Linked DNA regions of Sus scrofa: region 1 is linked to region 2. The links are chromatin contacts, called in public HiChIP or PLAC-seq maps. All regions are on one chromosome and are shown on one strand. The core of a region is the stretch at or near the end of the contact, and the rest is flanking DNA. Distances in the headings are between cores, read along the strand shown.

Evidence for each region. HiChIP or PLAC-seq counts read pairs in DNA pulled down with a chosen protein or histone mark.
Region 1: an H3K27ac HiChIP or PLAC-seq map of alveolar macrophages shows a contact between it and region 2. The contact joins the promoter of DYNLT1 here to the promoter of WTAP in region 2. A contact is called at or near these places in 1 of 5 promoter capture datasets (liver) and 1 of 2 datasets of contacts at active chromatin or transcription factors (alveolar macrophages).

What each region holds. Positions count from the first base shown.
Region 1 is chr1:8,554,458-8,557,762 of Sscrofa11.1, forward strand. DYNLT1 (dynein light chain Tctex-type 1) reads left to right here and starts at 1,626. Exons shown (of 5, transcript NM_001145385.1): 1 at 1,626-1,683. The coding sequence starts at 1,657.
Region 2 is chr1:7,649,779-7,653,052 of Sscrofa11.1, forward strand. WTAP (WT1 associated protein) reads right to left here and starts at 1,813. Exons shown (of 8, transcript NM_001244241.1): 1 at 1,632-1,813. It overlaps LOC102157641, which reads left to right and starts at 862. Exons shown (of 5, transcript XM_013992444.2): 1 at 862-865; 2 at 991-1,156; 3 at 1,257-1,429; 4 at 1,503-2,313. The coding sequence starts at 862.

The DNA of each region.
Region 1 (3,305 bases), core at 376-2,875, 900 kb after region 2:
CCCCCCAAAAAGAAATGCCAGACATAGAATCATATGGAGACTGAGGTTCGAGGCTGAAACACTGGAACAGGTGAGCTGAAGCCACATAACAGGAAGAAACCAAAACTCAAAAGAGAGAGAGAGTTAAGAATTGGAGCGAACAGCCTGTCCCCACTGAGCAGGTCCCCTTGCTCAGGTCAGGTGTTCAGGGCAGGGCCCTCTCGTGCCTTTCACTCTCTGCCCTCCTCTGTGCCCCCCTTTCCCACAAGGAGGCAGGCGACTGCACCTCCCTCTACTCAGTTCTCTGCAACTGGGTATAAAGCGGAACTAATGTGTGGGGAGATGAGTCACTCAATACATTTTTTTTTTTGTCTTTTGTCTTTTGAGGGCCGCACCCACAGCATATGGTGGTTCCCAGGCCAGGGGTCCAGTCAGAGCTACAGCGGCCAGCCTAAGCCACAGCCCCAGCATTGCCAGATCTGAGCCGTGTCTGCGACCAACACCACAGCTCATAGCAACACCAGATCCCTAATCCACTGAGCAAGGCCACAGATCAAACCCGCAACCTCATGGTTCCTAGTTGGATTTGTTTCCGCTGTGCCACAATGGGAACTCCTTCAACACATTTTAAATTAAAATATTTACCATGTACAGTGAAAGGGGCAGGGGATACATTGGTGAATAAAATGGATTTTGCCAGCATGGAACTTAGATTCTAGAAGTGGAAACAAGGGCTGCAGATGTGACTGAACGTGGGCTCTACCGCTTCATTCTACCCAGACTCAGGGTGCTGTGGTCAGCCCTTCCTAGGAGGAGGAAGTGGGTTTTAACTCCTGGGATTTGGTGAGGTAAGAAGTGACATTTGACTTCGAAGGCGTGGTTAAAAGAAAACAACAGAGAAAGTAGCCCCAAAGTCAAAGGTCTGAGCCTCACTCACATGCAAGCAGGTGCATAGACCCAGCTATTCCTGGAGAGAATCCAGAGCCCAGAGCAATTACTAATTTTTATAACGACCCTATACAAGTTAAGTGTACGTCTAGGTCATGCTGCTTAAGGCAATCACAAAGTATGCAGCATTTTACATTTTCCAACCAAAAGGCCTTTTTTTTTTTTTTTAATGGTGCTTGAAGAAAAAAAAAAAAAGAATCTCATTTATATGAAAAACTTACCTCCCCCAAAGGAAGGTTTCGTTTAGAACTAAAGTTCCTGATCCTGGATCCCCAAGGGGACTGCAAACACTATCTCAGACTTCCCATCATGTTGAGAAATCACTTTGCAGTCTGTACTAGGTGTCCAAACCCGCTTGAACGTTCAAATTAACCCACCCAGTACAAACTGGAGGGAGGGGCCGGGAAGACTCTCCCCCTCCCGGACTGGCTTGTCCGTTTGTTTTGTTTCAGTTGCAGCGGCCCAGGGAGCTGCCGGGACACCGGGGTGGGGCTCCCGCGGTAAACACCCCCACCCCCACCCCGGAGAACCAGAGCGGCAAGGGCTCATCCCAAATACCCGCCGGGCGGGCCAGGGCGGCACAGGCCCCAGGGTAAGGGCGGCGCCCTAGAGCGGCCTGGGCGGGGCCCTAGGGGAGGGCGGGGCCGGACGCGAGCGCGGGGCGGGGCCTGAGTGCGCCTGCGCAGTGCGCTCCACTCAGGGAGGCGGAGGCGACTCGCAGGAGGGAAGATGGAAGACTACCAGGCTACCGAGGAGGTAACGGCCGTGTCGACGGCGGGAAGGGCGGAGGCTGGGAGTTCCGGGTGCGGGTGGGCGGCGGCCGCCAGGGGCGTGTGCCGGCACCCGGGCTGTGTCGGGATGTGGGGGGCGGCCGTCCCCGGCGCCGGCTGCCTGCAGCGGTGCCCTGCGGCGCGCTTCCCGGCGAACCCCCGCCCGGCGGACTCCCGGCGTCGTTGTCCTGCCCAGGGCGGGGCTCGGGGGCGGGGCGTGAAGGCGCGCGCGCCGCGTGCGTCCCCGGGAGAGCGCGGTCCCTCGCCCCTCTGATTCCGTGTGCAGACCCCGCCCTGGGGTGGGGAAGACGGAGGCCGCTGGTGCGTCCGCTGGCTGAAATTTGCAAGACTCCGCAGTGAGCAGCATGCGCGACCCGCACGTACAGTTATATCTTCCAAGTCCGTCCAGTCGGGCAGATTTGATGCTCAGGCGGTGGGCAAAAGGCACACGTGTACCACAGGAGAACCTGCCTTTGTCTTTGGTTCTACACCTGTTCTCTGCTGGCCTCACTCCCACCCAGGCCACCATACGTACATTTCCGCTTGAGTTTGAGCTGTAGGAAGCTTCTGTTTGTGGGGAAAAAAGCCACCTCTTATTGCCCCAGTGGAGCAGCAGCATAAAGCATACAGTAATTTGCCCAGCAGAAGCCATTCATCGTAACAGTGTGTTGTTACCTGGCTTTGCTTCAAGCTTATGAGCATTCAGGGAATATTATACCAAGGGAACTGCTCTTAGAGAAGAATAAGTTGCCCGTCTTTTTGCTAAATAATTCTTGTTGAAATACAGATGAATGGAGTCCTGTGTATTATGCAGCCTGTCAGAAATAAAAAGTGTAGATAAATACGGTAAGGTTTGATATTTTTACCATTTTCGAAATTTACGCAAGAATGTTTTGAGGGGAAAAGAATATATATGTAAGGCCTAAGGACTGATCTCAGAGTTTCAATTTTTATCTAGTTTCCTACCTAGCACAGCTTTCTGTGGCAATGTCGTCAGCAGTGTTTGAATGATGGTAGCGACCAGGGGTCATTGGGAGAAACGGTGGTTCAGGAGCAGCTAGCCAAGGGAAGCTTTTCCCTGTAAGCTGTTAACTCCTATCATATTGGAAAAAGGCTTGTATGATAGGAATATTGAGTAAAACTTTAAGAAGGAAAATGGCAATGTAGAAAGAAGCCTGGTATCCTGGCATTTTGTTTCTCTGCACCTTATCCTGGCTCTCACCAGGGAGGTGGCTAAGTGACTTCATTATTCCAGATCTCAACTACGTATCTGAGAACAAAGGAGCTGAACGTGATGGGTGTTGTGCGCAGGATAAGGCCCGTGTATCCTTGTCTGCCTTCTAGAGGGCCTGCCCTCGGTATCCACACCACTCCTCCCAACAGCCTCTGCAGAGCAAACTTCATGTAGTTACCTGGAGCTCTGTAACTCTCCTCTTGGTCCATGGTTATCTGTCCTTGGAAGTTGGAACTGCCCAGTGGTTTGTGCAACTGCTGTACTTTCCACTAAAAGCCCATTGAAATGCCCTTCACCCTTTTTCATATTTTAACCGCAGGGACTTTCCTGTATGGTTTAGGGTCACCAAAGTCTCTTGGAAGGAGCCTTTAAAC
Region 2 (3,274 bases), core at 563-3,062:
TCTTTAAATTTTTTTTGTTTTTGTCAAATTTTTTGTCTTTTAGTCTAAAATTTTTATTATAGTTAATTTACAATGTTCTGTCAACTTGTATTGTTCAGCAAAGGGACCCAGTTATTTATATATATATATACATACACACACACTTTTTCTCACATTGCCCTGCATTGGGTTCCACTACAAGTGATTAGATACAGCTCCCTGTGTATACAGCAAGATCTTTCCCAATTTCTAATGCTCGTGATTTCTTTTCCCAACTTGCCTAATCGGACGCTACTGAATGACAGGTGTAAATAAATAAAATGCAGGCATCTTGCAATTTTTTAACAGAGCTTTAAATACCTCTATGTTTATGTCACAGAAACCTTAACAGTCAAAATTTTAAAATAAAAAACTCAGTGGATAATCACTTCCACTGTACGCCTGACACTCATGTAACATTGTAAATCAACAATTCAAGTTTTCTTTAAAAGTGCAAAAAACCCGCTTAGAACTTGGGGTGAAAGACCTGTGACTTCCACTTTTCTTCTTCAGCAATGGAATTAATTAAATTCTGAGATGGAAAACGAGAGGAGCAACTCAGGACTGTAACATACCCATGGAAGTATTTTTCTATCTCGGGCAAAAGAACAGTTTCCTACTTCACAATCAGGGTTCCTTAGGATTTTCACATAGTCCTTTGGGATCAAACAGCCAAGTGACTTCATCAAAACAAGAACCTGGACTTTCCCACTGAGGTGTTCCCCACTGACTAGAGAAACAGGGTTCTAAGAAATTAAAAACAGCTTTATAGGAATCCAAGACGAGAGTTTAAAATGCTATGAAGATCTCGGGCTCAAAAGAGCATGTATTTTAAAAACCACGATGCGTGCAATCATTTGAAAATGGAAGTCCACAAGAAAACGCAGCGGCGGTAATACCCCACTGCGCGACGTGAAATTCGGTCAACGAACGCTGCTTTCCCTCCCCTGCTGAGCTCGTGGGTGCCGCCAGACCGCGGGATCCGCTCGAAAGGAGGTGGGCGCCGGCGGCACCGAGGCGGGGACGGGACGCGCGCCGAGGGGGCGGCCTCCCGGTGCCGCCGGCCCGCGGGAGCGCCCACCTCGCCCTCGGGCCCGGAGACGGAGAGCGAAGGTAAAATGGCCTCGGGGCGGCGGAAGTGTGCCCGCAGCAGGAAGGCGGCGCGGCTAACGGGAGGCTGGCGGGCCCGGGGACCCCGAGTCGCCCTCCGTGCCCTGTCCGCCCCTTTGCCGGGCCAGGCGGCCGCGCCTCAGCCCCGGGGACCCTGAGGTCCTCGCCGCCGCTCTGGCCGGGGCCCGGCCCGCACCTACCTCTCCGGACGGAGGCCGCGCGGGCGCCGCCCAGTCACATAGGCCGACCGCGCGCCGCCGCTCGCTGCCCGGGCCGCCCGACCGCGCTGCCGCCGGCCCCCGCGCGCCTCCTCCCGCCGCAGCCCTGGCGCTCCCCTTTATTTGCGGGTCTCGCTGCCACAAAATGGCGCTGAGGGAGGAAGCGAGGCCCCGTCGCCCCACCCCCTTCCCCGCTCCTCCCGCCGCGCCGCCCCGCCCCGCGCCGCCGCCGCCGCCGGCGCCCGCCCTTCTCCATCCCGCCATGTTCGCGCTCGGCCCGCTCACCGACGAGTCACCTCCCGGACGCGGACGCAGCGACCCGCCCGCCAGGCCCCGCCGCGGAGAGGAAAGACGAATGGAAGGCGCCCGCTGGGGGCCTCGAGGCGCTCGGGGAGGAGCTGCGCCTAGTGGCACGGCCCGCGGCCGCCCCAGCGCTTCCAGCTCGGCGGGGGCGGGGAGGGAAGCGGGCCGCGGGGAGGGGTGAGCCGCGAGGTCGCAGGTCAGCCGCGGGGCATCACGGGAAGGCCGGCGGGGGTCGCGCTCGGTGGCGCTGGTTGGACGCGCTCGCTGGGCCACCTGCGGCTGCAGCGCGGCCTCTGGCGGAGGAATCTGGGCGAAGGCGGCGCGTGATTGGCCGCGTCTTGGTGCAGCTCCCAGCCGTGGTGCTTCCGCGTGCTGGCGGCCAGGTGCGACCTCGGCAGCGGGCCGTGGGCTGGGCGGCTGGGCAGTGTGGACTCCGCGAGGCCTCACTAGGTTTTGAGAATTTAGAAACCGGGGCTCCCTCTTTCTTCGGGAAGGACGGCCTCTTGGACGCTTGGTTTGTCCCCGCCTTGACATCTCGAGGCGCAACCGGGGAGCTATTGTTGTCTAGCGGAGAGGTTGTGCGTATGTCAGCAGCCCTAGGGGCACCTTGGTCATCCAGAAACAAGGGACCGGAGAACCTTGGAAGGTTTTTGAACCTAGTAATGTAAGTTTTAAAATTTGAATATATTCAGGTAATTCTTTTAATTTGGCTGGTATTATCTAGCCTTACCCAAACCATTTATCCTCAGGACGTGTGCTGGAATGAGATAATCTATAAGGATAGTATTAAAGTGTGTTCAAAGACCAAAATCCGAAGAGAAAAATGGGCAAGGCATGAATAGACATTTCACACCAAAGAACAGCAATGATCCTTAAATATGAACGGTTGTTTGTCCTCGCGCGTAATGGAAATGCACATTGGAATTCTACGAATAAACCGTGCTCATTAACCTTCTGGTAGGAATTGGAAAGTGATTCAAGCCCTATGGAGTACCAAGATTATATATGCACTTATTCACATGTCTTGCAAATTCCACCTCTAACCCTAACCTGATTCTGAAAATACATCCTCACATACAGAAATAACATGTAGGCAAGGTTTCTTGTTGCACTGTCCTCACAGAAGTTTAGAAATCGGAGTTCCTGTTGTGGCTCAGCGGTTAACAAACCCAACTAACATCCATGGGTTCGATCCCTGGCCTCCCTCAGTGGGTTATGGATCTGGCGTTGCTGTGGCTGTGGTGTAGGCCGGCAGCTACAGCTCTGATTTGACCCCTACCCTGGGAACCTCCGCATGCTGCGGGTGCAGACCTAGAAAGACCAAAAAAAAGAGAAAAAGAAATAACCCATATGTCCGTTAGTAGGGAACTGGCTATACATGATCCATCCCTACCATGGGGTATGGGATACAGTACAACCATAAAGTATGAGGATAATATTTATGTGTTGCTATGAAATGCATCCCAACCTATATGGAAAATTGGAAGCATATCTTAGAAACAGTAAAAATGGTCATTCATCTAGGAGTTCCTGCTGTGGTGAAACTGGCAAAGGTTGGGGGGGGCATCATGGGAGCATCGTGTGGCAGGTTTGGTCCCTGGCCCCTCACAGTGGGTTAAAGTTCC